Regions from separate parts of the Mus musculus genome. Here all the other regions are linked to region 1. Evidence: chromatin contacts called from public ChIA-PET, HiChIP or PLAC-seq and Micro-C data. All regions are on one chromosome and are shown on one strand. Each heading gives the region's core, a stretch centred on a gene start, on an enhancer-like site or on the middle of the called end of the contact. The rest is flanking DNA. Distances are from core to core; before and after follow the strand shown. Region 1 holds the start of Tmsb10 (thymosin, beta 10). Region 2 has its middle 26 kb from the start of Gm40378. Region 3 has its middle 10 kb from the start of Gm40378. Region 4 overlaps Suclg1 (succinate-CoA ligase, GDP-forming, alpha subunit).

Region 1 (5,345 bases), core at 1,453-3,952:
ACCAGGCGGAAGGCCTATTGCTTGGATCCTTTCTCTACTCCGAGTGTCTCACTATTGCCCTCCACATTCCACACACTCCATATACACCCAGCAAATACTGATTTAAATGTGTGTGAGTGTCATGGAAGACACAGAGGACAACTCTGGCACCCCTAGGTTCTAACTTTTTCCTGCTTTCTGCTGTTCCACTTCTTTGTTGCTCTGTAACAAAACTTTCAGAAACGTAATAACTTCAAGTAGCCGCCATGTGTGTCTCGCTCCTAAGTTCAGTTTAGACAGGGCCAGCTTGTCTCCACTGCACTCTGTGGAATGCAGACGTGCAGCCTTTCCTTCCAGATGTTGGATTCTCTCAGAGCCCGGGGGCACCAAGCTCTGGGACAGTGGCTCACAGTCATGTGGTCTTTTATGGCCTGGCTTCTGAAGTCATAAAAGTTCATCTCTGCCACATTTACTAGAAGAAAGTCACTAAGGCCAACCTAGAGGTAAAAACTGGTGGGAGAATGGTTGAGGTACTTGTGGGTATTTCAAAGTCCTTGCCTGTTAGATTGAATGAGGCCGCTAGCTTTGACCTGTTTTTTTCTCATCTATGTTTGGTTAGTGTTTGAGACAGGGTCTCAGGTAGCCCATACTTGCCTCTAATTCACTGTGTAGCTCAGGCTGGCCTTAAACTCCTGATTCTTCTGTCTCTAACTCCCACTAACTAAGATTATAGGTTTCTGGCTCAGTGTATGTGATGCTGAGGACGAAGCCAAGGGCCTCAAGTATGTTAGGCAAGCATCTATCAACTCAGTTATATCTCCAGACCGGCCACAGCTGTTAAGCACCTTTGATGGTGTTTTCTTTCTGGAAAGGAGCCGCTGAGCTGAACTTAGCAAGTACAGGGAATGCCTGCAAGTCGACTTGATGATCCTTTGTTGGGAATCCTGCATCTCTTCTCTATGCCTACACCTAGAAGAATCAGATTTCTTCCCTCAATAAAGAGAAAAGGGATTGGAGTTCACCTTGGATGCAACCTTGTACAATTGGACATTTATGCACTGACTTCAAGGTGAAGCCCAGGAAGTCCAAACCTAACTTAAGGTTAGCATTGCATCCAGCACGGAATCCAGAGATACTATCTCTGGATGTCTGGATAGTTTTATGTTCAAGCTTAGCAGATCCTTCAACAAGTAGAGACTGTTTCAATCTGCCCAGCCCTGCTTTCGGTTTCCCAGATTTCCTGGACTTTGGGTAAGAGCATGTGACTACATTCTAGGCCAAGGAAATGAAGACAGAAGTGATGGAAGCGACTTCTGAATCTGAGGCTAAATTCTAGTGTGACTTTTCATCCTCCTTTCTTTCCTGGTCCACTGCCTGGATATAGAAGATGGAGGGGTCCAGAATAACAAGAGAAAGGGGGCCTGAATACCAGTCACTATGCAATAAAAAGCACAAAGCCAGGCATGATAACACAGGCTTTTAGGCCTAACATTCAAGAAACAGGCCAATCTCTATGAGTTCAAATCCAGGCTGATCTACATACTGAGATCCATAAACATATGGCTACATAAACAGGTGACGCCCTTTCTAAAGAAAATAATTTTTTAAAAAGGAGACTAGTACAGAAATCACAGGATTGTGTTACATAAGAAACAACTTTCTTTAAAAGATTTATTTTTATTTTATGTGCATGAGTGTTTTATGCACACCAAACTCATACCTGGTGCCCAAGCAGGCCAGAAGAGGATGCCAAGTCTCCTAAAACTAGAGCTACAGATGCTTGTAAGCCACCGTGTGGGTGAGCCCCACGTGGATGAGACAACTCTCTACAACCCCCACCCCCACTAAACTGTTATTACTTCAAGCAAAGATATTTTGCTCTTTGTCTGTCTATCTGAACCATGAAGTTTGCCGTTCAGGAAATGTTTCTCCTCTTTTTCTTCTATCAGTAGAATATGCTCTATATTCAACACAGGAAAAGGGATGGGAGTGGGGATGGATGGCGTTTCAGCCCTGGGTGATATAATAGAACTCACTGTCCATGGGGGTTGTAGGAGCTGAAGAGGTAACTTTTTCAGGAGTGCAGTATCCCACTCCTGGAATGGGTTAACAAGAAAAAGCAAGGTTTGCAGGCACAGGAGCTTTTTCCCCTCTTTTTCCTTCTAAAAACCACATTGAAGGTTAACTGAAGGAGAAAAACCGCACCCTCCAGTACAGTGTTTCTAAAAGGCCACTGAGAAAAGGAACAGCGGAGCCCTCCCGGGAGTCCTAGCTCCCACCTCCGCCCTTAGACAATGCCTGAAAACAGCTTGTTTTAAGAAGCACCAACCACAAGAAAATAGAAAGAAGGAGACTCTGGAGAGCAAACGCAAGAGACTTGAGGCGACGCGGGTGGGGTGTCTCCCGCGAGCAGGGCTGCAGCAGAGCGCGCGTGCTCGCCCGCACACCCACAACCCTACACCACACATACATTCAACAAAACCCCAAGTCCTTCCCCGCTGCCCCCCCCCCCACGCCCTTCCCGCGGGGTGAGCAGCAGGCTCCTGGGTACTAGGAAAAGGAGATATATCAAGAAAAGAGACCACCGGGAGCTGGTGCCTGCCACCCTCCACGCGGGATCGCAACGGGTTAGGAACGCGGGCCGAGAAGGGCGGAGCCCCAGGCAGCCTGGAGATGCTGAGCGCCCCCCAGCCCCCGCGCGCGCTGGCCACGCCCTCCGCGCGGGCTGGCCACGCCCTCGTTGCGGCGGGCGAGAGGCGGGGCGGGGCGCGGTGTATATAAGACGAGGGGCGGGCGCCGCTCTTTTGTCTCTTGCTGCAGCAACGAGAGTGGGAGCACCTGGAGCGCGAGCTCGGAAGGAGAATCCACGGTAAGGCACAGCGCCGGCCTTGGGGCCTACCCTGGGTGGGGTCGGGCCAGTTTATGGCTGGCGGGCGCGTTCCCCTTCGGTTGCAACAGGCGACCCGGCGGTTTGGAATCTTCTGGGGCTAGCAGGCCACGCCCTGGGGCTTCGGAGGGAGGGTGTGGTGGACGAGTCTAGGATCCTCGGCCTCCGGGCTGCGGGAACGCCCAGGACTGGGAATGCCACGTTGAGAGGCGTTCGCGGAAGGCGCGGGATCCAGGACGCGCTGGTCACCCCCAAGCCCCTGGCCACCCATTATCACCTTGTTTCGCCCATCAGAGTTGTAAGAAAATGGCAGACAAGCCGGACATGGGGGAAATCGCCAGCTTCGATAAGGCCAAGCTGAAGAAAACCGAGACGCAGGAGAAGAACACCCTGCCGACCAAAGAGAGTAAGTGTGCCCCGGGTTCCCACCCCAGCGCTCCTCCCTTCCCTGCTGTGCCAGCCCGGCACCCCCACCCCCATCCGGCCACTATCTTCCCACCCCGAATCTAAGGCCACAGCCACCCTTCCAGTCACACAAAGCACTTTGTCTCTTCCAAACCCCTTCTCTGTCCGCAGGCCTCGTGGGTGCCTCACCCACACCAGGTTTGTGGGTTGGGTATGGGGGGCTGTAAGGTAGCTCCAATGACCACATCCCTCCCTTCGCAGCCATTGAACAGGAAAAGAGGAGTGAAATCTCCTAAAAGCCTAGGAAGATTTCCCCACCCCACCCCACCCCGCCCCATCATCTCCAAGACCCCCTCGTGATGTGGAGGAAGAGCCACCTGCAAGATGGACGCGAGCCACAAGCTGCACTGTGAAACCCGGGCACTCCGAGCCGATGCCACCGGCCCGCGGGTCTCTGAAGGGGACCCCTCCACTAATCGGACTGCCAAATTTCACCGGTTTGCCCTGGGATATTATAGAAAATTATTTGTATGATTGATGAAAATAAAAACACCTCGTGGCATGGTTGGCGTGGTCTGAATTTTTTAGTTGAGTATGCGTGGGCAGAGCGGTCTGGGAGTGAGTTGTGCCGCAGGGAGAGAGGAGGGGACGTGGTAGAATGGGTGAGGAGGATGTATCGTTTTTATTTTTGTTTTACGTGCTTCTCGACATGCGGTTTCCTGGGTTCTCAGTTGCTTCGCCCTTAATGCGATCCATGTCAATTTTAACCCCATTTTGAAAAATGCTGTCCAAAAGATTAAGCTTTGCTTTTGATCGGCTCTTCAAATCCTACCTTTTCTTCTGCCCTCTTAACCTTTCACGCACACCAGAAGCAGTGATTTGTTAAAGTCTGAGAGGAAAGGATGCAAAGAATCATTCAGGAATGTGGGAAATTGGGCGAGGTCGGGGTCCATCCCTCAGACACAAACACACGAGGTTTTCTATTGGGTGTTAACAGAATGAGGTGAAATAAAAACAAAGGCCAGATAAAACCGCATTATATCACAACTTGCGGAACATCTTCAGAACTGCAGCCACGGAGATCAGCCTAGTTTTTTGTCTCTGAACCTTATGCGAATGCGTTAGCCATTATAGAGGGAGCATAGGCTGAGCTGCCTCCCAGACAGATCCTCTGAGGGTGGAAGAGAGCAGCGGGTGCGTGCGTTGTGGCGGCAGAACTGAAGGAGGTCACACCCTTTCATGACCCACAGGGAAGGGGTGGGACCAGCACAGTGGGGCTAATGGAGGAGGAGCCCAAGGGTATTGGGCACTGAAGCAGGCTTATGATTACAGGGGTAGCCTTTTCCTGTAGGAGGGGAGGGAGGGAAACAATTGGATAGGGTTTGCCCCACATTTTTGCCTTACCCCCAAGGGACTGGATAAATAGATGAGGGCAGTTAGTTCAAATGAGCTGTATCCTCCTGGTCACAAGAAATTTAAAACCTAGTAGTGAGACCGGCAGTCAGGGCAGATCAGCGGACAGACAGGTTGGGGAGCCAATGCCTGGTTTACATAACAGATCAACTCCAGCTGGTACCTGGAGGCCTCCATCACCTCTGAATAGGGAAGGGCTCTTTTTCTCTGCTGTTAGTGATTCCCACAGATGTAGCTTTTGTAGTGACCCAGGGTAGGATGGGGCTGAATTAAGTCCCAATGCTTGAGTAAGAAGTCTCTAGCTAATGCTCCTGTAAGTGGGCCTCATAAGCTCATTAGTTTACAAGAAAGAAGAGAGAAAAGCCTACTGAATCTTCACTGGCCTCCTCTCAGGTCATGCTAAAGCCAAGCAGCTCCCATGCTTCCCTTCCCCCACGGGCTTCCCTTCCCCCACGGGCTTGACGCTTTAATTGACAGGGCCTGAGCATGATGAACCTCATCATGGTTTGAAGAAGCCAAACATCATTTCCCTCCCTGGGCCCAGTTCAGGGTAGGAAGGAAATACTGTTGATTGACAATGAAGGTAATGAGGGAAGGCTGCCCAGTAACTAAGTGGCGGCTACGTTAGGCAGCATTGTCTCTAGAAGAAACACCTGTGAGA
Region 2 (5,345 bases), core at 1,478-3,977, 360 kb before region 1:
CAGACTTGTGTGGCCCCACTACTGATGATCACAGTTGCCGTAAGTTCATGATCGCAAGGGCATTCTGGAGCTCCTTTCCCTATCTTTCCACTCCGTATTTACCACAGTCGCTTCAACCTTCTTTGTTTGGGATTATATCTAAAGATGTATTTTTGTTTTATTTCTTTGTTTGAGGTGTGTCTGTGTTTGTATGTGCACACGTGAATGGGTATCCTCATATGCCAAGAGACAATGATGGAGTCCTTAGAGCTAAAGCCACTTGACATGGGTGCTGGAAACTGAACTTGGGTCCTCTTCAAGAGCAGCAAGTGTTCTTAGCCACTGAGCCATCTCTCCAACCTCATTGTCTGAAACTCTGGTTATACACTTCATATTTTGCTCAGAACCAAAATAGTACCAATCTCGTATAAAAGTACAGCCACTGCCTGCAGGAAACTCATGGAGGAGCTGGAAAGGCAACTGTCCTAGCTACTTTTCTCACCCCTAAGACAGAATACCCCATAGAAACAACTTAAGGAGGGATGCTTTACTCTGTGACAGTTTCCTGGCAGGGAAGGCATGGTAGCAGCCATGGCAGTGGAAGCAGCTGCAACAGTGCACTCTGAGTGTGTGTTTGAATGACCCACATGTAGGTGTAATGTTTTTGTGCACTGTGTAAAGTTCACCCTTGTGTTATTTAAATGCTGACTTCTCTGCCCTCTTATCTTGTTTCAGTCCAGACATGGCTTTGTTATGTTTATTCTTAGATGCTCCTGTCTTAAGTTTGTATAAACATTGCTCCTCATTCATTCTCTGCCTTGCCAATAAAAGCCAGTAAGCCAATGCTGAGCTTTAGAGAGAATAGGGTACAACTTCCTATTCCAGGAGGGGCAGAGAGAGGAAGTGACCGAAGGAACCCTGAGGAGAGGTTGAGAAAATTATCAGGATTAGAGAGATGGATCGAGAACGGGTTAAAAATGTAAGTGAGATGGGAATATTATCTGGGAGGAAGCCTGGCTGGCTTGGGCACTTAGATTGGAGTAATGACTGCTCAGTATTTGGCTTGTGGCAATTTTAATAAATCTTAGTCTCTGTATGGTTATTGGGGAATTAGCTGGTTAAGGAATAATTGCCTGCCATACTAATTTTATGAATCTATATTAATGTAATATAAATTCAACACCCACACGTGCTAATCTATTTGAACACTGAGCCCCAGGTGGTGGTGCTCTTTGAGGAGGTTACAGACAGAACCTTTCATGGTGCTAGAAGTATGTTGGGGGTGGGGGGAGGATTTTATAGCCTGACCCACTTTCCCTTCTCTCTCAGCTTTCTGTGTATGTATGAAAGAGTGACTGGCCAGCTTCCAGATGCCACCACCTTGCATACCCTGACTTCTTCTACATATCTTCCACAATGAGGGATTCTATTCCTCTGGAACCACAAGTCAAAGTAAACCCTTTCTCCTCTAAGTTGCTTTTAGTCATGGTATTTTATCACAACTGCAAAAAAGTAATTAATACAGTGAGGCAGTTGATCATATTGCCTGGAGAATCAGAAAACAGAGAGTTCTGTAGCCCATAGGCCTATACCCCTGGGAGGCCCCATCTCCTTAAGGTTCCAAGATTTCTTAAAACAGCCCCTCCTGGGGGTTGGGGGTAGAGCTCACATTCAAATCATAACAGCAAGTCAAGTGTCAGAAGTCAGGATGGTGCTTAAGATTTCTTTACAGTATGAAAATTGTATTAACTTATTCAGTAAATATGAATGGTGATAAGTACAATGTTGGAATGGGAGGACAAAACTATAGACATCCTCCCTGCCATCAAGCCGTTCACAGCTGGGCTGGGGGCAGCAGCCTCGGGATGATCAGGCTTCCGAGTCCAGCCTGATGAAGGCTATTGAGAACAGCCCATCCAGAACAGCCCAGAACAGCCCAGAACAGCCCAGAACAGCCCAGAACATTTATTCTCTCCCTGTTCTTGGCAGTGGACATGACTAGTTGCTTCAGGTTCCTGCCTTGACTTACCCATATTAATGGGCTATAATGTACAACTGTAGTCTAAAATAAGTCCTTTCTCCTCTACGTTGCGTTTTGTCAGATCATTTTTTATCACAGTAATGATTGAAACTAGGGCACTGCCCAAAAGACAGTTATGCAGCAGTTTCTTAAGTTAAAATCTCTTGACCCCATTGTAGACAGTTCGCCTGGTGTGTGCTCCGCGCATTGGAAGATGTGTTATATTTAATGGAATGATATTAAATGTTGTAATAGAAAGCCATGTGATTTTTTTCTAATATTAAAAACGATTTATCTTCATCTGTACTCATAACACTAGTTCCTCAATTTCTTTGCACCACACATCCTGGCATCTCTCCCTTTTTAAAAAAAATCATAATTGTTTTTTTAATTCACTGAAGAAAAAAAAGGACAATCCCCAACCCACCCTTTGGTTTCCCTCTAATATTACAACAACGAGTAGTGTTGGCGAACATTTATTGAGTCGGACAGTGTGATAAATTCTTTAAATGGATTATCTTGCTTAATCCTCTTAATAATCCTACATTAAGTGGCAACTGTAGGGAGCCTTAGCTTCAGATGAAACACACAGCGGCTAAGCAGGTTGCCAAGCAACAGGTACTTAGCTGGTGAAATCCAAACCCAGGCTATCTGACCCCTCTCGGCCACCATCGGTTTCCTCTGAATTGAAAGATTCCCTCCAGGGGGAAGAAGGAAAATTCCTGAGATTCAGGAAGCAAACAAACTTCTCTTGTCTGGGGCAGCTGATTCACGAGGCCCTTCTGGAGCCTCTAAAACACTAAACAGTTTGCGCGGGGGGGGGTGGGGGGCGCTCTGACCTGGCAAGCTGCCAAGATTTCTGGTCCTGTCAGGCTGCCTGCAAACCTCACAGAGCTCTCAGAGCCACTGGGCTCTGGGGGGATCAGCTCTGAGTCATCCCTACCCCTGTAACAAACCCCGGAAAAATATCATTGGTTCCCCAAGTTGGACTTTCGTACAATCGTGACTTTGGTCTGCAGTGGGTTCCCTTTCTGGGGTGAGTAGACAGGTGTGTGGCTTCCGTGCGTGCAGCCACTTCTAACTGTGGCTGTTCAAGCGAACAGGACGTGAACTGAGAGCGAACTGAGAAGTTAACCACTGAAAGACAGCCCACATCTCGGCAGTGAGTAGCAGCTCCAGACCGACAAAGCAATGCAGAGACCACTTAAGCCTCAGCTCCCTGTCTCCCCTCTCTGCACCTTCTTTTGGTATGGGAAGGGTGTTTTGTTGGTGGTGGTGATGGTGGTTTTTTGTTTTTTATCCCTGTACCAGTTTTTATTTTTTTTTTCTGTATAGAAGCTTAGCGAATAATTATTACTGCCCCGTTTCCACATTTCCCCTACAGACTTGTTATACTTTTTAAAGGCTCGTGTGTGTGTGTGTGTGTGTGTGTGTGTGTGTGTGTGTGTTCGGCATCACTAGTCATTTTTCAAATTTTATCCAAAAATAAGTTCTTTATTGATTATCATAAAGAGAGCAAAGATTCTGTATGGGATTGGAGGTGTTGTTATGTTTTAGAAAAGGGTCAGGATATGGTCTGTAGAGTGCGGTATGGTGCGGTGGGAGGGGATGCCTCAGTGGGCCCATGCAAGGGAAACAACTCACACACACACACACACACACACACACACACACCAGCTGTACCAGCCATACAACAGGTATGGTATAGAATGAAGGGAAGTTGAGAAGGGAGGAGAGAGAGATACACAGAGAGAGAGAGAGAGAGAGAGAGAGAGAGAGAGAGGGCAGGCCAGGAACATGTGGAGAGAGGGGGGAGAAGGAACAGGAGAGAGAGAGAGAAAAGGCTTAAGGAGAGAAGAAAGTCAAAGAGCTACAAGGGACCAAACAGCCCCTTTTATAGCAAGCCAGGCCTCCCTGTTGGGCGGGGCCTAGAGTGGATGCTAACAGGGTGTACATGGGTTTGAAAGGCATTTGATAAAGTTTAGAAAGTGTACTTTGGCAAGGAGGGTAAGGTGCATGAACCGAGCCTGATGACCTGGATTTGATCCCTAGGAGCCACATGGTGGGAGGGGAGAGTGACTCCCACAAGATCTCAGACCTCCATGTGTGTGCTATGGCTCCATACACATGTAGAACTAAATAGAAAGATAAGACAGATGACAGACAGACAGGTGATAGATAGATAGATAAATAGATAGATAGATAGATAGATAGATAGATAGATAGATAGATAATAGATACATAGAAAGAGATAGATAATATATTTTCAAGAAATAGAAAAAACAAAAACTAAGATCAACAAATTGTATACAAATACATCAATATAGTTGGTAAACATAACTAGAAGAAACTCTGAATTAAAAGATAGGTTTCATTAAAAAAAACAGTCTGCAATAAGAAAAGAAAAAGAAAACATAAAATCCATATATCTTCAGCCTCAAAATCTACAAGATGCAAGAGATTTCAACGGAACTACTATGACAGAATATAATTTTAGCAGCTCTTTCGATAACTAAAAAGGGAAACTAAAAGCATTGCTTTCTAAAAACGTTTGAAGCAACAAAAGAAAGCATCTAAACCCACGACAGTAACAGAGTGCTGTGCCTAGCAATTTTAGAAAATTAAATTGAAGCATGGACACAAAAGTCGCATACAACAGAATGTAAGGGCAAACGGCAGCAGGCCCTTCTAAAAAGTCCTCAGCTCAGATGAGGTCCAGGGTCTCAAGCCTAGAAGCCCAGCACTTGAAAGGATGAAGCAAGGGGACCACAAGTTCAAGGCCAGCCTGGCCTACAGAGTCAACCCTGCCTCAGAGAAAGTGTTGGAATACACTAAAAATCGAGCGGAAGTTAAAGCCATGGTGTAATGCCATAGCAGGCCTTCCCGAGGCAGCGAGCAAGCTGGAAAGGCAGAAGACACTCAGAGGATAAAACTTAATATCACAACCATTTTGAAGAGTGTAGGAAGCTGAAGCTTGCACACATTCCTCACCCAACACATTCACGACAGACTGAGAATTTTGATTTACTGGCAATGGCATAGCCAAAAGCCACACATGGGATGGTTTAAAAATAACAATTAACTTTCTCTCAGTCTAGAAACCAGAAGTACAAGGCCAAGGTGTCCCCTGGTTTTGTTTTCCGTCGCCTCTCCCTGTCTTGGGCCACAGAGGGCTTCCTGGTAGCTGCTCACATGGTGATCCCACTGGCTATATGGATGGCAGTACTCTGTCTGGGCACTATCATCAGAGGACTCCTTGTGTCCAACCCTCCTCCTCTTCTAAGACACTAGTCACCGGACTGCAGCCCAGCCCAAGCAACACATGTTAGCAATCATCTCTTTCTAA
Region 3 (5,345 bases), core at 1,295-3,794, 320 kb before region 1:
TGGCTGCGCTCTGCTCTCAGGACCAACTTACCCAACTTGTAGAATATGGGAAATTTCAAGAGGGTGGGTTCTCTGTATGCTTCACATATTTGAATAACTTGTGTGTGGCCCATGACACTCCTAAGAATGCTGGCTATTTACGCTCCTCCCTTCACATTTGTGCCCCTTCTTAGTGACATGCTCATGTGACTTCCTTGTCCCCTTTGCCAAGTGAGGCATGGGAGAAGTGAGTTCAGGTCAAACTTCAGTTTTTCTGCCAACCCAACTATGAGTTTAGACTTCAGCTCCTTGGATCCTAGCTGAGACGTGAGGCTAGGACAATCTTCAGATCACTCTTCTACCAACAGGGACAAGAACATCTGAGAACGACAACAGGAGACTTGTGTCCGTGGCCAGTGTTACCCAGCTGTGAGCTTCAGGGAACAATCCCATTCTGCCTCTGAGTTCCGAGAAAAAAAGATGTCCCTTTCTGGAGGAAGCAGCCTGGGAGTGGCCTGGAACTCCGGTCACCACCAAAACTCAGAGAATCAATAAAGGATGAACTCTGAAGCCATTGAATTGGCCCAACATCCCGCCCCACCACTCTGTCAAGCCCCTACTCCTCTAAAAAGCAAATGTCTATCACAAACTTCCCGGGAGCCACTAGGTATTGCTCCAAACATAGCCTGTAGCCTGTCTCTGCAGATGTGTAAGACCCAAAGTGACCAGCTGCTACCCTGGACAAATATGACTCAGAGGGTGAAATTCTAAGTTTCTAGTTGGTCATCTGGACCCATTCTCTATCTTTGCTGTGATTCTGTGTCCCTGAGAGACAGTCCTATTGATGGCATCAAATGGGCTTGTACATTCTCTGCTTTCTGCCCGGTTCAGCTATCAGGACATAAGAGAGGAGGGTGGGTTAGTCAGGGTATGCATCCCCCTCCCTCCATGTCAGGGTTTGGCCTGGGCAGTGATTGTGTTCCTCTGTGTAGGCCACCACTCCTTCCTGTAATCTCACACATAGCACTGGCCTCACCAGCTTCACAAACAGCTTGTATCCGTTGTCAACTAAGATCTGAAGGTGGTAAAAGTTTCTCGCGGTGGCTGACTTGAGGGTCTTATTTAAGTATTAGGACACCATTGGTATTAAGACACCACTGTCCACCTACCATGACAACTCAGGATGCTTACAAACTAAAGGGAGGGGCTCCCAAAGCAAAGGTCAAAGGACAACCAACATTCAAATATGTGAGAGATAAAGTCCTAATTAATGACCTACCCAGGAGAGAGAGTTCTAATAGGAGATTCACAACCAAGTGAGAACACAGGATTCCAAGTAAACAAACGCAATCATAAAGTCAAAGGCCCTCCAAGGGACATCCACAGGGAACTGTTCTCGTCTTTCTAAGTGGCCAGGATGAAATGACAGAGTAGGGTATGGGGACACATTAAACTCTCTGGTTCCCAGGTACAACTCGTCCTCTCCGAGAGCTCAGTGTTAAATAAAAATTCCTCAGAGAAGACTTGTAGCCAAGCACTGTAACCTGGGAGCCCAGAATCACCAGACCCAAAGCAGGAGACCAGAAGTTCAAGATGGGCATTGCTGGTTAAACTTTTACTTCACACGTACTCATTTCCATCCCTCCCAAACCGCTCAGAGCTCTGAAACAGTCTCATGTAGCCCAGAATTTGTAGCTGAGAATCATCTCAAACTCCCGATCCTCTCTCCTCCAATTCCCAAGGGGCTAGCCTGGCAGGAAGTCTATTTGCTCCGCAGCCTTCTCGTTTCCTGAGAGAAAAGTCAAGTCCTCTCTGGCATCTCAGGACTAATGCTGAAGCAGCAGGAGTGTGGCACACTCCATCTCCACGGGGACTGAGGCTCTTTGTCCTATCTACCCTCCTGTCCTTGAGGTAGTCCTCTCTACTAGTTGGCTGATCCTAAGATGTTTTATAACAAAACTATGTTCCTACGTACTTGTGGTTTCCGAGTTGGGTCACCCCAGCAAATTAGTCTGTAGGGAGTTACAGAACTCTCCAACCTAAAACCACGCCAAGTGTGGGCAGTATGGCGATGTCAGGATTTGTGGCTGGCTTGTGAAGTGGGAGCACTTTGTGAGATGACACCCCTTACCTGCGGGGTCTCTAGTTAACACAGGCAGGTGAGGTGAGAACTGGACCAAAGGCTGGGACACAGCAGTCAGTGCTGGGGAGCTGATGTGAAGATGTGACTCTAAAGGGAGAGGTCAGGGAAGCAGGACAAGAGTCCCACCTACGAGTAACACCAGAAGCTCTCGCAGGAGACTCCTGGGACAGTGACTACTTAAGACATTTTCCAAAGGCCGTTGTGTTTCATCTTCACGACCAGGATCCCCTGAGGAGCTGGGACTAAGATACAGTAAGTACTGCGGCAGACTCTTCAGAAAAAAAAAAGGGGGGGGGGGACTTTCCGAGCTGGCAGCAGCTGGAGTAGTGAGACTGCATCGAGCTACTCACACTGGGAGTTTGAGCTGAGGAGGAGAGGCCTGAATGCCAGCCTGCTATGAGAGACGCACTGTGGTAAACCTGGAGGGCAAAGTTCCCTGGCCAGGACTTCTCTGTGACTGTGGTGTGACCCGAGCCGTCACCCTGAGCACATCTGTTGTTTCTCTTGGCAAATCTACTGCACAGCAGTGTCAAGAATGAGTTGTGGCAGAGGCCTGCCCACTGCCTTCAGATGTGGGCAGGCAGGTACCACGACCGTGAGCAAGTATGTGGTGGGGAGACGGGAGAGGAAGAGAAACAGAATGGTTTTGTGGACTGTGAAGAGAGGCAGAACTGGAGATGCAATGGCAGTGATGTGAGAGGCCCCTGCTGTCCCGGCCCATGCTAATGCTGAGGACCATGTCTGGGGTCATGTCCCTACTGCAGTAGGGGTCTTTATTGATGTCCATAGCTGTCCCTACTGCAGTGGGGGTCTGTATTGATGTCCATAGTCCATGCTACCAAGGGTCATGCAGATGTCTATGACCTGAGCTGCCACCTGAAGCCACGTTGATGTCAAAAGGGCCATGCTGAGCTTGAGCTGGGCCCATCCCTTACCTGGGCAGTACAGGAGAGCTGGTCCAGGCAGCATGGTCAAGGGAGAGCTGGCCCCCATGGCATGGGCATGGGAGAGCTGGCTGGCTGAACAGCTCAGCTACTGCCCAGGCTCAGATCCACCCCCAACACTGACTCCATCTATGAGCTGGAGGGGCCAGGCCTACAGAAGAAAAGCCACAGGATCTCTATGACTTAGGGCAACAGCAGGATATCCCAGAGGAGTCTTGGTGAGGGGCCAGTATTGATGGTGTAGTAGAAGCCAGAGGCCTTGACCCAGACCAACAACTCACTACCATGAACATTTGCAGGTAAAGTTATTTGGGCAAAAGGCAATAGTTTCCAGTGCCATGACAATGAACGATTATGTGATAGAGAGGTGGGAAAAGCAGAGGAGCAGGTTACACACAGTGGAGCTGGAGCACTGACTGCTGTGACGGGTGCCAGAAGGCCTTGATAGATAGAGGAGCAGGTTGCTGCCCAGAGGTCAGCAAGATGGTTTGTTATTTTATTTTATTGGGGGTGGGGGAGCAGGCATTAGAAGAGTGGAGGGCAGATATGGAAGGACTGGGATATCAGTGGGACTAGGGTGCATAGTGTGAAATTCCCAAAGGATTAATAATAATAAAAAAAAAATAGTGTTAAAAAAATGAGTTGTAGGAGTTGTAGGCAGCTCTCTCCCGACTGCCTATAACTCCAGCTCCAGGTGATCCGATGCCCTCTTCTGCCCTCTGGGGGCATCTGCACTCTCATGCACAAACCCACCCACAAACACCACACATACACATAAAAATATATCTTTAACAATGAAAAAAAAAGGTGAGTTGTACAAAATTCAAGAAGGGACTGTGTTCTATTTAGGGATAGAGACGGCCCCTGGGAGATGAGATATATAGCCGGATGTGCCAATAGTAAAAGCAGAACTGTAACACCAGGCCAGGCATGGAAACCATGAGGAACCAAAATCAGTCCAGGGGGATGGAGAGATGGCTCAGTGGTTAAGAGCACTGACTGCTCTTCCAGAGGACTTGAGTTCAATTCCCAGCAACCACATGGTGGCTCACAACCATCTGTAATGGGCGCCGATGCCTTCTTCTGGGGTGTCAGAGTCAGCATACTCATACATTAAATAATCAAACAATTTTTTTTAAAACTCAGTCTTGGCTGCTATCTCATGCTATTTACAATCATCAATTTAAGGGTGATGTGAGCTAAATGTGTAGGCTCTTAAATGATAAGGTTTGTGAGAAAACAAGACTAGTACTGTCTTACATAAATGGGAGGCAGAACACAGTACTCAGCATGAAAATGCAGTACAAAACAAAAAAAAGAAAAGAAAAAGAAAAAGATTCTTGCTCTTTATTTAAAAACTTCAGTCCATTAAAAAAATACCGTTAAGGTTGTGTGTCCTAGCTATTGCTTGTAATCCCAGAACTCACAGCGTTGAGGCAGGAGGTCTGCCACTAGTTCAATACCAGCCTAGGCTATATGGTAAGTTTCAGGCCCTGCCTGGGCTACAGAGCAAACCTGTTTCAGCCTACACTGTGTCATTTCTGCTGGCCAGTGTCCTGTGGGATGAGTTGCTGTCCATGTTCAAGGTGATGAAATGCGTGCATAAAGGAATGGTCCTGAACTCCCAAGCTGTTCACAGCCCGTCCACGAGGTCTGGGCACACTCCCACAGTCTCCCTAGGCTCTCTGTGCCCTCAGCAGCAGCCCAGGCAGTCACGAGACCTCAGATCACTGTTCCCTTGTCTCCTAGACACAGCAAACCCAGCATTCCTTCTCACCCTTGTACAACCAGCTCTACCCCCAGGGGCTCGGCTTCCCTTTCCACACCTGAGGTGTCCTGTCCAGGAAGACTCCACCAGCATTCCCTCACAGGCTTCTCCCGACTTTTTAAAGCTATTGCTTATTTTCGGGGTGGTTACACAACTTGAGAGTATGCTGTCTTCCCTACTCCAGAATGGAAGTTAGGGTTGGGCGTGTCACATTTAGCGACAGATTCCCACTGGAATTTCCAGTCAATAAACTCTTTTTAAACATGAGGCTGCACAGCCAATGGTTTTCTTGCTTCTTGCACTGAATGTCCAAATTTCAAGCTAAGATGGATGGCGAGGAGGTGGCCCTATGACCAGCCACGATGAAGCACTTTAGTAAGTACTTTCCATTTCCCAAGAGCAGCAGCTTCCGATCTGTGACAATGGTGGCAATGGTGATGGGAGAGGTTCTGAAGGAGGTCAGGGTTGCTTTCCTACATGCTAAAGACTAAATACATTTATCTCCTACTTC
Region 4 (5,345 bases), core at 1,440-3,939, 300 kb before region 1:
CCACTCCAGCTAAAGAGAATGGACGTGTCTGGCCTGGAGGCAGACCTAACAGTCAATGGGGCCAGGGAAATCTCCAGGCCAACAAACCACCCCTAGGAATGTGGGCTCACTTTAAGCCATGCTAATGGAAAACCTACCTCAGGATTAGCTTCTTAGCTGGCATCTTAATGAGTTTTAAGAAAACAGAGTTTTAAAGAAAAACAGAGTAAGAAAGAAAGAAAGAAAGAAAGAAAGAAAGAAAGAAAGAAAGAAAGAAAGAAAGAAAGAAAGATAGAAAGAGAGAGAGAGAGAGAAAGAGGAGAGAGGGAGGGAGGGAGGGAGGGAGGGAGGGAGGAAGGAAGGAAGGAAGGAAGGAAGGAAGGAAGGAAGGAAGGAAGGAAGGAAGGAAGGAACCAAGCAAGCAAGCAAGCAAGCTGGGCAGTGGTGGTGCATGCCTTTAATCTCAGTGGGAAGCAGATCTGAGCTCAAGGCCAGGCTTGTCAACAGTAAGTTCCAAGACAGTCAGGGCTACAAGGAGGTACTCTGTCTTGGGAAAAACAAAAACAAAACAAAACAAAAAACAAACAAACAAGCAAACAAAAAGAAAAAAGAAAACAAAGGATTGATAAGAAATGCCAAATATGTATCGTTTCAATCTAATCTTATGAAATTTGTGTTTTAGGGCAAGGAATTAAAATTCACCCAGTAAAAGCTTTGTTCATACAAAGGCCCAGAGCTCTATTCTAGGAATTGGATGCCCTGGAGCAGTGAGTGACCTTTTCTCCCTGGGAGCAGTGACCCTTCCCTCCTCTTCCAACTCCCCCAGCCAATTCTTTTCAGAGGAGCCAACTGAGTAGACTATGAGGCCAGGCCAGGCAGCACCTGAGTTAGACTAAAAGCCAAACTCACTTCCTGCCTCTGTGTGTTGGTCCAAGTGCACCCTCGGATCAAGGGTAAAGACTGAGAAGGCGCTCTTTGACCTCACCCATCAGGGGCATCACAACAAAAGCTGTTTCATCCCCCAAAGAGCAAGCACAAGTCTGCTGGAGAGGAGAAGCCTGGAGGAGGAAGGGTAACTGGGACTCTGCTGACGGAATACAAAGTAGCACGGACATCTCCTAGCACTCCCTGGCAACTTCCTTAAAAGGCAAGCATACTAAATGTGTGTTCTAGCAAATGTTGCCCTTCAGAAATCAAAGTGTATCCATAGCAAGGCCTGTATTTTAGTCTTGTTCCTAATGCTCAAACCTGCAAACAGCCCAGATGACCACTAAGAAAATGGATAAACAGTGGTAAAGCCACAGAGCAGGCAGGAGGCTGTGAGCAGGAAGCTGGTATTCACCACGAACACAAAATACACAGCAGAACCCAGAGTCTGAGCAGAAAAGGAACCACTACCCACGATCATCACTGGTTCCACAGAACTACAAGTGATTCTCAAAGAGGCCCATCATATTTGAGATATATTTCTGACTCACTGTAAGAAAAAATAACTTATTACAGAGACACATTGACTTACAGTCACCGTCACTGTGAGCCGAGTTAGGAAAGTGGAATTTCTATGTTTTAATCTATCAGAAAGTAACAGAGTCACTCACCTATTCTTCCCTTCTTGTGAATGTGGCCAGGCATGATGCCGATTTTGCATTCTCCAGGCTGGAGGAAAGTAAACTGCAGTTTCAGAAAAGTTCCAAAGAAAATTCTAACCCCTAAGTCACATGTGCACACCCACACCCGAGCACACACAAACACCCGAGCACGCACATGCACACGCGCGCGCACACACACACACACACACACACACACACACACGTACTTTAATTCAAAGCCATAGCCTTCTGACTTCCCTCCTACCCTACACTCACGTTGATGACGCCGGGGCAGTTTGGCCCGATTAGCCTCGTCGTTCCCTGGCGTGTCAGTCTGTGCTTGACCCGCACCATATCCTGCTGCGGAATACCTTCCGTAATGCACACAACCAAGGGAATCTCCGCGTCGATTGCTTCATTAATGGCAGCAGCAGCAAAAGGAGGAGGGACATAGATGACAGAAGCCGTTGCTCCTGTTTTCTCTTTGGCCTGAAACATTAATCACAACCGATTGAATCATAAATAAAATATATTCAGCAGCATAATTTGATTAATGTTTAGGAAGGGGTCACAGGCAGGCTATCCTCATTCCCCCATTCTGTAGTCCGTGACGTAGTCAAAAAAAAGAGCAGAATCCAAGCAAAGCCTCTCTGAATGCCATTGTGAATTTAAAGGTTCCGTACATCTTACCCTACAAAAGGACAGTAAATCTGAGAGCTCTTCCCAATTGCACCCACGCTCCCTCCTCCCTGGAGGATTGCACCTGTGCTCCCTCCTCTCTGGAGCTATGCACAGCTTCACTTTTCCTCCCCAGACTCACAAGACCTGGTGCCACCTATCCAGCTTCAAACTCTGTTTCTCCTTAGAAGAACCAGGGCCAGGGACCCCAGGTCTTCAGAATCTAGCCTTCAAACATCTATTTTAAATCCATGGTAAATATGACCAATGAACAGTAGTGTTCCCTTTTATATAGATTTATTTTTACGGTGTGTGTGTGTGTGTGTGTGTGTGTGTGTGTGTGCACACGCACCTGTGAGAGCTTACATTCATACAGGTGCTCTCTCTCAGAGGTCAGAAGATGTTGGATTTCTGGAACTTGAGTTACAGGCACTTGTCAGGAGTCCAATGTGGGTGCTGGAAAATGCCCAACTTAGATCTTCTAGATGACCAGCAAGTGCTCTCAACCTCACTGCTGGGCCATTTCCCCAGTGCCTAAGTGGAGTGTTCTCTTTTTTTTTTTTTTTTAAGATTTTATTCATTATTTTATTTATTATTATATGTAAGTACACTGTAGCTGTCTTCAGACACACCAAAGGAGGGCATCAGATCTCATTATGGATGGCTATGAGCCATCATGTGGTTGCTGGGATTTGAACTCAGGACCTTCAGAAGAGCAGTCAGTGCTCTTAACAGCTGAGCCATCTCTCCAGCCCCAAGTGGAGTGTTCTTACTTGACATTTCTTACTTAATACATACTTACTAGAATATAGCAAGTCAAACCAAGTGCATATACATACATGGCCACAGAGTAAGAATGTGAGTTAACAAAACAAACATTAGGTTTTAATGTTGTCACCCACCACGATGCAAAGCCTTTATACAAAGCCTTACGGAATGTAAATCTGACTACTAGTCTCCATTTGATAGTAACTGATCCACAGGTGGCCTTGCACATCCATCTTCTGCTTCCTTTGGGGTTTGGTTTTTTTTTTTGTTTTGTTTTGTTTTTTTTGCTGTTGTAGTTTTTCTAAGACTTGGTCTTTCTATGTCGCCCGGGATTGTTCTGTAACTTAGTATGTAGACCATGCTGTTCTGAACTCAAGAGATCCATCTATATGAGACTGCCAAAAAAAAAATTTTAAAGGAAAAAAAAAGATGCTGTGATCAAGAAACAGTAAATAAATACCACAGGTGTGGTAGTGCATGCCTTTAATGTCAGCAGACCAGAGGCAGGCAGATCTCTGAGTAAAGGCCAGACAAGGCTACCTAGAGACCCTGTCTCAAAACAAACCACCAAACAAAATATAGTAAGTTACCACACTAAATCACATGGCTAGGAAATAGCAGAGCCAATATTTAACCCTGAGTATATCTGACTCCACGGTGTCTGCTCAGTGCAGCAAAGCAGAGGATTCTCCATAACCAAAACGCGTTCGGAGGTTGTACCAAGGGATGCTACACAAAGTCTAACTACAGTGACAGACTGCATGGGCACACGCAGAGGAAAGACCACAGACAGTCTCTTCAGGGGTCACCCCGGGATGAGTCCGTGCTCCCAGACACCGAGCTTCTGACCACTATGTCCCCATAAACAGCATCACCTCAACAGTGTCCAAAGAGCAGGCACTGACAGCGCCTATAGATGACACGAAGGATTAGAAGTCATTTATGTTTTAACTCTCTCAGGAGAGAATGACAGGCCTGTTGTGGTGGCCTGTGCCTATAATCCCAGCACTCAGGACTCAGATACGAATCAGAACAATGGTCTCCACCTGGGGGTTACTACCACTTTGGGGATCGAATGACCCTTTCACAGGGGTTGTCTTAAGACTATCAGAAAGCACAGATATTTGCATCACAATTCATAAACGTAGTCAAATTATAGTTCTGAAGAAGCCAGGAAAACGATTTTATGGCTGGGGGTCACCACAACATGAGGACTGCATTAAAGGGTCACAGCACTGGGAAGGCTGAGGACCACTGGACTAGAGGACCATGGGTTCAAGACTATACTGGGCTAGTGAGAAGACCTCGTGGGGCAGGGGAAGCAACAATAAAGGGAATGAAGCAAAGGATGGAAATCAAGGCCAGGGCCAACCAGATCACAGGCATACAACATTTCACTGGAAACCCAAGTCCCCACATTCTCCTATCTCACGGCTACAAATACTTACAGATGCTGGCAACAAGTGCTGTACACGGGGAGTCATACTACACAATTAATGATTATTCATTCCGAAAGTTCTTTGTAAAAGATGAATAGGAAAATAAGAAACAATATTTGTCAAGGAACTTAGGATATCCAAATTTCACATCTGCCTGGGTCACAATGAATAACATATGAACTGATTGAACAAAACTATTGGTTTACAAAGCCTAAAAAACTGAAAGGGAAAAAAGACTGATTCACCTAAAAACCTGTATTTGTAATTTCTATATTTTAAACTTCCTGAAAAAAAAAATCACCTTAAAGAAACCAGCAACTGGTGAAAAAAGCAGACCCTACCATGTCATCTCAATAGTGTCTGATGGCACAGAACAGTCCGAGCCTGTCACGTCTCAGCTGGGACACCTCAGACAGACAGAACCCTCAGACTCTGCAACAGCAGCATCCTGGGCTGCCATAAGGGCACCTGCTGTGGGTATGCAAGGCCTGGCTGGGGCACTGTGCATGAAGCACCCACACCACGCCTGCCTGACAGCCCCCTCTGAAACAGGGGCTTCTGCAACTGCTGCTGACACCTGTAGCACCGCTCTGGAAGAAAGGCAGTGAAGAGATCAGGAGCCAGCCAGAAGCCAGACCACGGAGCTTCCTTTAACAGATGACGAACATCTCTTGCAAAACTCACTACTGGATTTTACCACAATCCCAATTTCTCTTGGTCACTGATATCCAGATAGAAAGGCAAAAAGCGCACAGTTAAGACCCCACCCAGAGGATGCCTGTCTCTGCCCTGCTGCTTCTTCTCGGAAGCCGTTACTTACTTCCTTCACAGTATTAAAGACGGGCAAGCCCAGGTGCTTCTGGCCACCCTTCCCTGGAGTGGTTCCTCCCAC

What was found. A called contact is a pair of places that touch in the nucleus more often than the background predicts. ChIA-PET counts read pairs in DNA pulled down with a chosen protein or histone mark. HiChIP or PLAC-seq counts read pairs in DNA pulled down with a chosen protein or histone mark.
Region 2: a Micro-C map of embryonic stem cells shows a contact between it and region 1, with 2.3 times the contacts expected there. The contact joins the enhancer-like site here to the promoter of Tmsb10 in region 1. A contact is called at or near these places in 1 of 39 promoter capture datasets (hippocampal neurons), 1 of 15 datasets of contacts at CTCF or cohesin (embryonic stem cells), 3 of 484 Hi-C or Micro-C datasets (embryonic stem cells and liver) and 1 of 115 datasets of contacts at active chromatin or transcription factors (pancreatic cancer cells).
Region 3: an RNA polymerase II ChIA-PET map of memory CD8 T cells shows a contact between it and region 1, with 60 read pairs. The contact joins the enhancer-like site here to the promoter of Tmsb10 in region 1. A contact is called at or near these places in 4 of 39 promoter capture datasets (the C10 cell line, cranial neural crest, liver and 1 more) and 2 of 115 datasets of contacts at active chromatin or transcription factors (embryonic stem cells and memory CD8 T cells).
Region 4: a contact with region 1 is called in an H3K4me3 HiChIP or PLAC-seq map of bone marrow-derived macrophages, with 5 times the contacts expected there. The contact joins the enhancer-like site here to the promoter of Tmsb10 in region 1. A contact is called at or near these places in 9 of 39 promoter capture datasets (the C10 cell line, the HPC-7 cell line, cranial neural crest and 4 more), 1 of 484 Hi-C or Micro-C datasets (bone marrow-derived macrophages) and 7 of 115 datasets of contacts at active chromatin or transcription factors (bone marrow-derived macrophages, embryonic forebrain, embryonic stem cells and 2 more).

The regions. Positions count from the first base shown.
Region 1 is chr6:72,955,840-72,961,184 of GRCm38.p6, reverse strand. It overlaps Tmsb10 (thymosin, beta 10), which reads left to right and starts at 2,702. Exons shown (of 3, transcript NM_025284.4): 1 at 2,702-2,848; 2 at 3,161-3,272; 3 at 3,533-3,838. The coding sequence starts at 3,173. The coding sequence ends at 3,567.
Region 2 is chr6:73,312,788-73,318,132 of GRCm38.p6, reverse strand. No RefSeq gene overlaps it. Among named protein-coding and RNA genes, the nearest start is that of Gm40378, 26 kb to the right of the region's middle. Within about 2 kb of position 2,727, at least 135 of the 459 cell types and tissues checked have an H3K27ac peak or open chromatin away from gene starts, as enhancers often do. A contact at or near this core is called in embryonic stem cells and hippocampal neurons, where this site is marked.
Region 3 is chr6:73,277,155-73,282,499 of GRCm38.p6, reverse strand. No RefSeq gene overlaps it. Among named protein-coding and RNA genes, the nearest start is that of Gm40378, 10 kb to the left of the region's middle. Within about 2 kb of position 2,544, at least 30 of the 459 cell types and tissues checked have an H3K27ac peak or open chromatin away from gene starts, as enhancers often do. A contact at or near this core is called in liver and memory CD8 T cells, where this site is marked.
Region 4 is chr6:73,260,520-73,265,864 of GRCm38.p6, reverse strand. Suclg1 (succinate-CoA ligase, GDP-forming, alpha subunit) reads right to left here. Exons shown (of 9, transcript NM_019879.3): 3 at 5,274-5,345; 4 at 1,845-2,057; 5 at 1,578-1,635. Among named protein-coding and RNA genes, the nearest start is that of Gm38834, 14 kb to the right of the region's middle. Within about 2 kb of position 2,689, at least 14 of the 459 cell types and tissues checked have an H3K27ac peak or open chromatin away from gene starts, as enhancers often do. A contact at or near this core is called in the HPC-7 cell line, where this site is marked.